Regions from separate parts of the Hordeum vulgare genome. Here region 1 is linked to region 2. The links are chromatin contacts, called in public Hi-C maps. All regions are on one chromosome and are shown on one strand. Each heading gives the region's core, a stretch centred on a gene start, on an enhancer-like site or on the middle of the called end of the contact. The rest is flanking DNA. Distances are from core to core; before and after follow the strand shown. Region 1 has its middle 86 kb from the start of LOC123403269. Region 2 holds the start of LOC123404320 (endoglucanase 7-like).

The links. Hi-C and Micro-C count contacts between places; a contact is called where the count stands out from the background.
Region 1: a contact with region 2 is called in a Hi-C map of seedling, with 2.5 times the contacts expected there. The contact joins the enhancer-like site here to the promoter of LOC123404320 in region 2. A contact is called at or near these places in 2 of 6 Hi-C or Micro-C datasets (leaf and seedling).

What each region holds. Positions count from the first base shown.
Region 1 is chr6H:511,777,930-511,783,498 of MorexV3_pseudomolecules_assembly, reverse strand. No RefSeq gene overlaps it. Among protein-coding and RNA genes, the nearest start is that of LOC123403269, 86 kb to the left of the region's middle. Within about 2 kb of position 2,153, at least 3 of the 3 cell types and tissues checked have open chromatin away from gene starts, as enhancers often do. A contact at or near this core is called in leaf and seedling, where this site is marked.
Region 2 is chr6H:511,232,018-511,237,607 of MorexV3_pseudomolecules_assembly, reverse strand. LOC123404320 (endoglucanase 7-like) reads left to right here and starts at 3,163. Exons shown (of 4, transcript XM_045098244.1): 1 at 3,163-3,923; 2 at 4,501-4,701; 3 at 5,417-5,590. The coding sequence starts at 3,447.

The DNA of each region.
Region 1 (5,569 bases), core at 904-3,403, 550 kb before region 2:
CCACCAGAGATGCGCGCGATAGCATATAACCTTATCGCCAAGGTGCGTGCACGCACTACGTCGTGGGCTTTAACCCTACTGCCACGAACCTTGACGATGGGTTATTATACCGTCTGACGGTAGAAGAAAGATCAGATTTTGATTTTTCTACAAATGAAAATCATATCTCTCGATTTACTTTAAAAAAGTGCCTATTGACCAGCTCCACAGTTTTGAACGACGGCTCCACCGCTTCTGGACCGGAGTAGCGGAGTGGAGGGTTTCGAACACGCCTTTAGCCACGGCTGGTCGTAGCCCGCGGGGTCCTCGTTCTGTTCTGTGCGTGCTCAATGCTAAGCAAACAACGAAACAGGCGTGCAGGAGTGACTCGTCTCTTGCGTCTGACACATCATCTTTCTTCGACGGGAAATGAGAGAAGTTAGGTGATGGGTGCAGTAACACATCTTACACATCATTGATGGGTAACCCACGTACGACCGATCTTAATCACCGCATCTGCGAACTTGCGAGTACCGCACATATGACTGCATGCGCCTGTACGCCAATGTACAAAATCTTCCTCAGACAAGTACACGTGTAGAAAAGTCGACGCGTTTCCCGCTCCGCCTCTCTCCCTCTCTCCATGTACCAAGCGTACGCAAGTGGAGTACTATGGCATATGCATGCATGCATGCATGCGCACGACACCGGCCCTGCCTGCCCGCCTGCCCACGCAGGGGCCTGGTTAAGGTCAATGCCCAACCAGTGCTCCCGCGCTACGTATACCACAAACCTCATCTGCATACGGCGATGCCTCCGTCGATGAGTCGATCGGTCTCATCATGACATGCACGTAAATATGCCGATCGGCCGAAGCAGGAGAACGGCATGGAGAATGAAATGAGGTGGCGCCGTGCAGCGGCATCACATGAGAGCCTAGCCTTCCCGGCCTCGGCCTGCCTGACCAGACCACGGACGGCAGCACGCGGCGCAGTGGCGCAGGCCTGACTGCCTGCCTGCCCTTGCCGCTGGCCTCCATGCCAGCCCAGGTAGCCAGATCAAGGAGGAGCTTTTGCGCCGGTGGGGGAAAGCGGGCAGCAGCCCGTCGTCTCGTGGTCGCAAGCGCATCGGCGTCGGCGTTGGCATGGCATGGCATGGCATGCACTGGCGCGCAGGCAGGGTGAGGGCCTCCCAATCATGGCGACGGGTGGTGGCTGGGGGGCTGGCTTTATCGGTCCGGGCCGGGATAAAGAATTCGGGGGCGGATGGGGGGAAACGAAATCAATTGGGAGGTGGGACGAAGGCTTGTTAAAGAAGGGTTGAAGAAAAGAAATGGAGTTGGTGTGTCTGAACTCTGAACGGATGAATTTGTTGGTGTTGTTGCTTTGCTGATGGGGAGATTAAAAAAACTGCTGGGTGGGGCAGCGGGCGTGTCAGGGCTCAGAGACAAGCCTTTGTCAGCCTTGAGAAGCTGGCGCCATCATTTTGACCAGTCGACTATTTTAGTGCTGCTACACTATACTGTTTTTTTAGTACTGCTAATATACTGGCATGGATTATTTTGTTCTCTCAGAAGCCTTGATCGCATCCAATTGACTTGTGCGTTTCCTGTGCACAAATATACCTGGCAGCAACGTGTAAGAACGCTGGTTAAATGAGTGTAGTAGTACATTTTGTGGTGTTGTGACGGTAATCTTGAGCCAGGAGTCTCAGAGTCTGGACCCACAACGCTCATCAGTACGGCCTACCACGTTACTACTCCCTCTGTTCCTAAATATAAGACCTTTTAGATATTGCACTATGAACTACATACGGATGTACATAGACATATTTTAGAATATACATTTACTCATTTTATTTCGTATGTAGTCTCCTAGTGTAATTTCTAAAAGGTCTTATATTCTAAAACGGAGGGAGTAGTAGTTAATAGTAGCATCAATCAAGTTGGTGCTTGTACTACTGCTTCGCCGCAGTGCTTGTGTTGTTAGTATTAAAGGCTTATGTAGAGCAGCTAGCGCGTGCAGTTGACTCGCAAAGTTTTCAACCTTCCATCACCAAGGAGACAGTGTACCTGGCCAGTAGCGGAGCTGTGCCACAGCCTACCAGTGTACCGCGTCACAGCCATAGTGGTTAGTAGGATGGGTACAGTTCAATTTATTGCTTCCTTCGTACTCGCTCCCACATCGTGTCCCGGCTCCGCGTTGTATTAGTACTCTTTTAGGTCTCGCATGGGTGGTACTCCTACTGATCAGTACCCTTTCCCATTCTCCTTTCACCTCAATCAACCCTGAATTGGAATAAATTGTTGATCCAATAATCTGGTAAAACTCCCTTGGTCACAGGGTATGGCCAGTTGATCTTCTAAGCAAATCTGGCCAATTCCGCTCCAAATTTATTTTATTTGCGGTAACATGTAAGTAGTACTCCATTTTGTGAGTGATGGATCAATGGTGCGTGTGGAATGGTTGGAAGACACGACGGGTGGCTCGTGCGGCATATTGAGACGACCGGTCTTCGTTGGCAGTTTGGTATTGACCTTGTCGCATCATTGTTGAGTGTTCACCTAGACCGGTTCATCTCAACGTCGCGAGGAGGACGATTATCTCTACTCCTAATTAAGGAGTTGGTAGTGTGATATGTGATTTTTTTCATACGCAGATTTTTTTTTCGTTCGTTTTTTCATCCCACCTCCTACCATCTCCTTCCGCTGGTTTTCTTATGTATTGGTTCATTTTTCTATTCATTCTTTTCTTTCAAATCAACACTTTTCTAACATAAGAAAGAACATAAATTTAGACGCAGAGTTTCGTCTCCGGAGCTCATTTCAGCTCAGTGAACAGTAAAAACAAAATCAAAGAATTATGATTTTTTTTAAATCAACATTTACAAAAGTTTTAAGTGCGTGCAAAAATTTGGCATGAAATAACATTCTTACAAGGCGTGGCAAAAAAACAAAATTGACCGAATTTGGCACAGATTTGTTTTTAGCAAGTATATCACCATGATCATCATAAGTTTCATGAGTTTCATAAGTAGCATCATCAAATACTTGTGACATATCAGAACAAGGAGTAAGTGGTGGTGTCATAAGCTGATTCAAAACAGTAGGTGAATCAAAAGGAGAGCTAGATGACAGTTCCTTACCTCCCCTCGTCTTCGAGGGTATGATGTTGGTTCTAGTATCTTTTAGATTATTAATAGTGACAATTGGATATCCTGAAGTTAACAAAATAAATAGAGCTATGCTCCAAGGCAACATCGCCTGAAAATGTCTTGATAACCCACAAGTCTATGGGATCGCAAGAGTCTTCAGGGGTAGTATTACACCCTGGTTTATTGATTCGACACAAGGGAAGCACAAAATATTTATTAGTAATAGCAAGTGAGTTTCCAATTCAACCACACTTAGGATATCTCTCCACAACCGTAACAGTAACAACAGTAGTTTTGTAAAGATTATAACAGTAGCAACATCAATAGTAACTTAGCAAGATTCAGTATATGAAATGCATAGGCACATAGACCGATGCTGAATAATGATTTAGATGACATCAATCATGTAACAGTTACACACTAGAGCGACACCGAACTAGCTCCAATTCATCAATGTAATGTAGGCATGTATTTCGTATATAGTCATACGTGCTTGCGATAAGACCTTGCATGCCATCTTTTGTCCTACCCTCTTGTGGCAGTGTTGGAAATATGCCCTAGAGGCAATAATAAAATGGTTATTACCATATTTGCTTGTTCATGATAATCGTCTATTGTTCATGCTATAATTGTATTAACAGGAAATAGTAATACATGTGTGAATAAATAGATCACAATGTGTCCCTACCAAGCCTCTAGTTGGCTAGCTCGTTGATCAATAGATGATCATGGTTTCCTAATCATGGACATTAGATGTCATTGATAAAAGGATCACATCATTGGGAGAATGATGTGATGGACAAGACCCAATCCTAAGCATAGCACTAGATCGTGTTGTTCGTATGCTAAAGCTTTTCTAATGTCAAGTGTCTTTTCCTTCGACCGTGAGATTGTGCAACTCTCGGATACCGTAGGAGTGCTTTGGGTGTATCAAATGCCACAACGTAACTCGGTGACTATAAAGGTGCACTACGGGTAGCTCCGAAAGTGTCTGTTGGGTTGGTACGAATCAAGATCGGGATTTGTCACTCCGTGTAACGGAGAGGTATATCTGGGCCCACTCGGTAGAACATCATCATAAGCTCAATGTGACTAAGGAGTTAGTCACAGGATGACGTCCAATGGAACGAGTAAAGAGACTTACCGGTAACGAGATTGAACAAGGTATGGGTATACCGACGATCGAATCTCAGGCAAGTTCTATACCGACAGACAAAGGGAATTGTATACGGGATTGATTGAATCCTTGACATTGTGGTTCATCCGATAAGATCTTCGTGGAACATCTGGGAGCCACCATGGGTATCCAGATCCCGCTGATGGTTATTGGCCGGAGAGTGTCTCGGTCATGTCTGCATGCCTCCCGAACCCATAGGGTCTACACACTTAAGGTTCGATGACGCTAGGGTTATAGGGAATTGCTATACAAGGTTGCCGAAGGTTGTTCGGAGTCCCGGTTGACATCCCGGACGTCACTAGGAGCTCCGGAATGGTCCGGAGGTAAAGATTGATATATAGGATGGATGGGTTTGGACGCCGGAAATGTTTCGGGCACCACCGACAAAGTGCTGGGACCACCGGAAGGGTTCCGGAGGCCCACCGGGAGGGGCCACCAGCCCCAGGAGGCTACATGGGCCAAGTGTGAGAGGGAACCAGCCCCTGGGTGGGCTGGTGCGTCCCCCACACCCAGCCCAAGGCGCCTAGAGAGGGAAAGGGGGGGGGACCCTAAGTCTGGTGGGCCTAAGACCCACCAAGGGTGCGCCACCCCCCTCTCCCCCTCCTGACCGCCACCCCCCTCTCCCATCTTGGGCTGCCGCCCCCTTTAGGGTGGGAAACCCTAAAGGGGGCTCCACCCTCCCTCCCCCTATATATAGCGGGTTTTTTGGCCTTTGAGAACATGATTTTTCCATCTCTCTCAGCGCAGCCCTGCTCTTCTTCTTCCTCCTATCCCATGGTGCTTGGGGAAGCCCTGCCGGGAGACCTCGTCTCTCCATCGACACCACGCCGTCGTGCTGCCGGAGATCTTCCCGAACCTCTCCCTCCTCCTTGCTGGATCAAGATGCGGGAGACGTCACCAGGCTGCACGTGTGTTGGACGTGGAGGTGCCGTGATTTGGCACTAGATCGGAATCACACCGCGATCTGAATCGCCGCGAGTACGACTCCATCAACGGCATTCTAGCAACGATTCCGCTTAGCGATCTTCAAAGGTATGAATATGCACTCTCCCCTCTCTCGTTGCTGGTCTCTCCATAGGAATATCTGAATATGGCGTAGGAAAATTTTGAATTTATGCTACGTTACCCATCAGTGGCATCCGAGCGAGGTTTTCTATGCGTAGATTCCATGCACGAGTAGAACACAAAAGGTTGTGGAAGTTGATTTGTCAATTTCTTTCCGCTACTAGTCTTATTCTTTTCTGGCGGTATTGTGTGATG
Region 2 (5,590 bases), core at 1,914-4,413:
ACTCAGCTGACCCTTTTGTGTGGCGCCCGACAGTCGGACGTCACACTACACTATGTAACGCCTAGCATAATGATAGCCATTGACCTAGCTCTTAAAAGGTCAGCTGAGTGTACTGTGACGTCCGACTGTGTACGTGAAACTAGCGAAACAATGTACTGTGACGCCCGACTATCATAGTGTACTGTGACGCCCGACTGTCGGACGCCACACAAAAGGACTGAGTGAATTTATTTTAAACATAGTTCAGTTTATGAATTTGTTTCATTTAGGGCTCAATTCCCGGTCTGGGATGGTCGATGGCAATGGGTTCGAGCAGCCGGTGGAAGAAAAAGGAGGCGTCAAATCGCTGCAGCCGGGGAGTCACTGTCCGGCCACCGGGAAATGGATCGCTAGTTTCACGTACACGCACGAAAATAGGTGGAGGAAAAGACGTATGCTTGTATACTTAGTTTTTCTTTTCTTTCGAGAAAGCTTGTAGCTAGCTTCAGTAAAAAAAAATCAGCCTTGTATATTTGGTACATGTGGTGCAGCTTAATCAGCTCGTGCTAGTTTTGCTGATAATTGGCCCAAATAATTAGCTAGCTAGCGACCTGTTTTTGAGGAAAGGCCCCCGGATCTATTATAAAGTATCAACGGCAATACAAAGAACCAAAAAGAAATAGAAATTACATTCCAGTCCACGGGCACCAAATAGCTTCAAAAGCTGGCTGGATGACCTGCCGGATACGAGTGAGACAGCTTGACGTTCAATCTCCCGCGCCTGGCATCGGAGGTCAACTTTGAAAACCATCCAACGATGTACCAGGACGAGCCCTCAATGTTAGACGAGATGCTCGACCAGATTCAACCGTTGCACATCTCAACCAGCCCGACCTATTCGCAGTACGGCTCTGAGTCGGAATATGGGGTATTTTACAGCCTACGTGTTGGGAAACGTTGCATGGGAAACAAAAATTTTCCTACACGCACACAAGATTTATCCATGGTGATGACCATCTACGAGAGGGGAGAGTGCATCTACATACCCTTGTAGATCGTTAAGCAGAAGCGTATATAACACGGTTGATGTAGTTGTACGTCTTCGTGATCCAATCACGATGCGTCCCGCGATCTCATCATGATCCATCCCGCGATCTCATCGCGATTCGTCCCACGATCTCATCGCGATCCTTTCTGATCTAGTACCGAACGGACAGCACCTCCGCTTTCAGCACATGTACAGCTCGATGATGATCTCCGTCTTCTTGATCCAGCAAGAGGGGCGGAGAGTTAGATGAGTTCTCCAGCACGACGGCGTGGTGGTGGTGGTGGTGGTGAACTAATCCAGCAGGGCTTCGCCAAGCTCCACTTAACTAATCTAGAGGAGAAAATGACCTAGAGAGAGGGCATCACTTGGCGGCGGTGGCGGCTTCATGCGGGCAGTGGCTCGCGGCGCCCTGTTGGCCGGATGTAGTCCCTTTTGGGCCCGATCCTGGTCATGGCGGGCCAGCTAGGACTACGGCGACTGGCCTCCGGCGGGTCTGGCGAGGCTCCCCATGACGAGGATGGCGGTTACGGCACCGCGTTTGTTGCAGCGTGACGACGGGAGCTTCAGGGGCCCGAGCTAGGCCCGGCTGGGCACTTGACCTCGTCTGCTCCTGTTTGCGTCCGATCTTCTACTGTCTAAGGCGGTGGAGGATGTTCCCGCCCATGTCGCTATGGTACTGTCGGCCCTGTCTACGGTTGCTTTCTTTTGGTCTAGCCGGCCTCGCGGCGTTTGCCTTGATGAGATGGCCATGATGATCTCAAGACTATGCAAGCGCATGTTGGTGGGCGGCAAGTATGATGGAGCCAACGGTTGGTCTTGAGTGTGGGTGTGTGGGGATTGACGGAAATCGTTGTCGGTTCATGCCGGCACTAACGTGGTGATGCCGGCGGGCGTTGCCTCCCTTCTTGAAGGGTGTCGGGTGTACCCTCTCCCCACTCCTCTCCGTGTACCGGGAGAAATTCTAGGATCCGTTCGGACAGCAGCGTCGTCGTCACTATTCTTCATGAGGCCTTGTTTGGCACAAGTGGTTTTCAAGCCCCCAAGAAGGTGGGGATTCCAGGGGATTTGGTGAATCCCCCTCTTCCACCCAATTCCCTTGAATCCCCGTTGCACAAGTTTCACTAGTACTCCCTAGATGCTTCAAAACTCTGTGGATTGGGGGGATTTTGGTGGTTCGAAGGGGTTTGTACATCACAAACCCTTTGTACCAAATGAACTCATGGGGAATTTTGGGGTTTTCTGTCCCTGCGGGGATCATCCCTTCTGAACCCCTCCAACCCCCTTGTGTCAAACGAGGCCTGAAGGTGTTGCTTGGTGCACGACAATTCGTAGACATAGGAGTATGGTGGAATTCTCTGGAGGGCGTCGCACTTACGGAAAATCATCGTTTTTGTCAATCCGACGTTGTTGGCATTTGTTTCTCCTGTTTTTCTTTTTGTGTGTTCTTTTTTTTAGGCTTGAGTGTGTTATTTGTCCAACAATGGTATAACGGTTGTATTGGATGATTGCTATATTAATATAGCGAAACGGAAGTCTATTTCTAAAGACGCCTTGGTCAAAAACAGTAGTATGCCGACACAGTTTCTCAAAGACGTTCATACGAATAAGGTATACGCGTTTTTTTTTTTTTGAAAAAGAAACGAGTCATCCTTTTCATCAGACCGGTCGAGTGACCTTAGATACTTACCTGCTAAGATTTCACAGTGGAATGAAAACCTGTTACGGGCCACCGGCCGGCCGGTGGACCGGCGACTTGGCCCGAACGAACTACTACGCCGGTCTCACGCGCGTGCTTCGTCCATGTGTTGGTGCTCGGTGGTACGTGTCCGGCTGGCCCCAACCGATTCACGTGTACACGCGCGCGCGCGCTCTGAAAAAAGCACGTACATCCCCGGTCAAAATCTGCTCCGCTTGCGTGCGTCGTCGTTAACCCAAAACCCAACCCAACCCAATCATCTCAATCTCCCCCTGCCTCACCAAACAAATCGATACGATACAAATACAAAACCCGAACGAGTCCACCCCCCTCCAACTCCAAAAACGCGCCCAAAACGCAGCCGCGCTCGTTTCTTTCCTGCCTGCTCCTCTCTTCTCTTGCTATCCACCTCCTGAGTTTTATATTCCCCCCGTCCCGGCCCCGGCCCGGCCGCCGAACCAGTTCAACGCGCTGCGCGTGCGTGCGCCGGACCTGGACGCCGGCCGCGAATATAAGCGCGCCAAGCCACGCCCCTCAGGTTGGAGGACACTGCCCTGCTCGCCACACAGCCTAGCCCACAACGGCGGCAGAGATATATACGCAGATCATCACACACACACCAACACCTACGCTCGCACACAGGCTAAGCTAGCAGAGCCGGCAGAGGGCGCGCTCCGGGCGCATGCGAAGTTGCCAACGATCCGAGGAGCATCTTCTTGCGCCATGAGATCGGGGAGGGGCACCGCAGCCGCGGCATGTCTCCGGGCCGCGCTGCTGCTACCGGCGCTGCTGACGATGCTGATCGCGGCGGCGTCGTCTTCGGCGGCGGAGGGGGGCAAGAGCGGGAGCGGCAAGGCGCACAACTACGAGGAGGCGCTGCGGAAGAGCCTGGTCTACTTCGAGGCGCAGCGGTCGGGGCGGCTGCCGCACGGGCAGCGCGTGCCGTGGCGCGACCACTCGGGCCTCACCGACGGCCTGGAGCAAGGGGTGGACCTGGTGGGCGGCTACTACGACGCCGGCGACCACGTCAAGTTCGGCCTGCCCATGGCCTTCACCGTCACCATGCTGTCCTGGAGCATGATCGAGTACGGCGCCGACGTCGCGGCGGCCGGCGAGCTCGCGCACGCGCTCGAGGCCATCAAGTGGGGCACCGACTACTTCATCAAGGCGCACACGCAGCCCGACGAGCTGTGGGCCGAGGTACGTACCTACATGCCGACGAACGATCTCGTGTCACCTCGCCTCGGCTAGCTGTGTTCTTCCGTTCAGACACGATCGATCATGACCATGACATGCATATGCAAATGAGACCGACCAGTTCCAAGCCAAGCTAGCTGTTGCGCACGCAAGAAAGAGAGAGGGAGAGACCAATTCAATCATGCACACCTAGCTACCTTGTTGCACTTTGATCGATTACTTTTTTTTCATGAATTATGTTATAGATACCCTATATCTTTTTTCTGTAGAAAGATCGATTATATATTGTATATATAGGAGTATTTTCTGGTTGGGGAAGAAAAGAAAAAGGGGTTCTTTCTGGTGAATAACAACAAGCGTGTTAGGTAGGCGGCCAGTTTGATTTGATGAACGTACGTACGAACGAACGAACGAACGGCAGCACTAAACTATGCGTGTTTTTTTCTTTCTTCCACACATGGCGCGCATAGGTTTCAAAAAAGCTTTCGTCGGTCCATGCATCCGAACCGTCTGATCAGTTTCCTTTTTTATTTTTTGAGCTGGAAATAATCTCCTTTTACTTGCAACACAACAACAACAGGTGGGAGACGGCGACACGGATCACTACTGCTGGCAGCGGCCGGAGGACATGACGACGTCGCGGCAGGCGTACAAGGTCGACCGCGACCACCCGGGCTCCGACGTCGCCGGCGAGACGGCCGCCGCCATGGCCGCCGCCTCCATGGTCTTCCGCAAATCCAACCCGCACTACGCCCACCTCCTCCTCCACCACGCCCAGCAGGTACATACATACATACATACATACATACATACTCGACACACACACACACACACGTATACATTGACGTACGCGGTGCATGCAAGGTCCTATGTGGAAAAATGGAACGGAAAAAAATATCGGTGCAAGTTTGGAGCTTCGTGTAGCACCAGTCTGTCCGCGTACTGGATTTTGGAACATAGCGCGCGTATTGGTAGCTTTGGTCAAGGGGGGTGCCGGTCTTTTCATGGGCGGTGTTCTTTTCTTGTGCCGCACATGCCAAGTTGCCAACACCTCAACACGATCGACGTCGATCCATCGTAGGGGCTGGCTGCCGTGTGGGGCCGCCGGAACGCAACCTCTATCTGGTGGACGGGGGTCATGGGAAACTTTCCATTTGCTGCCTGCCTCCGGCCATGCATGTATATATGATTAGGTGGCCAGTTCAATCAATCACATGCTTAACTGGGAACATTATTAGGAAGCGGTCGTCGTGTCATCATCATGTGCTAATTGAACCGCTCCGTATTCACACCCACTGACCTGGCCACCCACCTGCTGCATGCTCTTCAAGCGTCAACTATAAAATGCGTCAATGAATGATACGATACGTATGCAACCTTAATTATCATTAGGGCTTTCTTAAATAATTTATGAACAAACCAAACTAACAGCGTTACAATCTTAGTTGTTGTTGGCTGATCATGTTTACTTTGGCTTTTTGTGAACGTGCGTGCAGTTGTTCGAGTTCGCGGACGGGTACAGGGGCCAATACGACAGCAGCATAGCGGAGGTGAAGAGCTACTACGCGTCGGTGAGCGGGTACAAGGACGAGCTGCTGTGGGCCGCCCTGTGGCTCCACCGCGCCACCGGCAAGGCCAGCTACCTCGACTACGTCGTCGACAACGCCCAC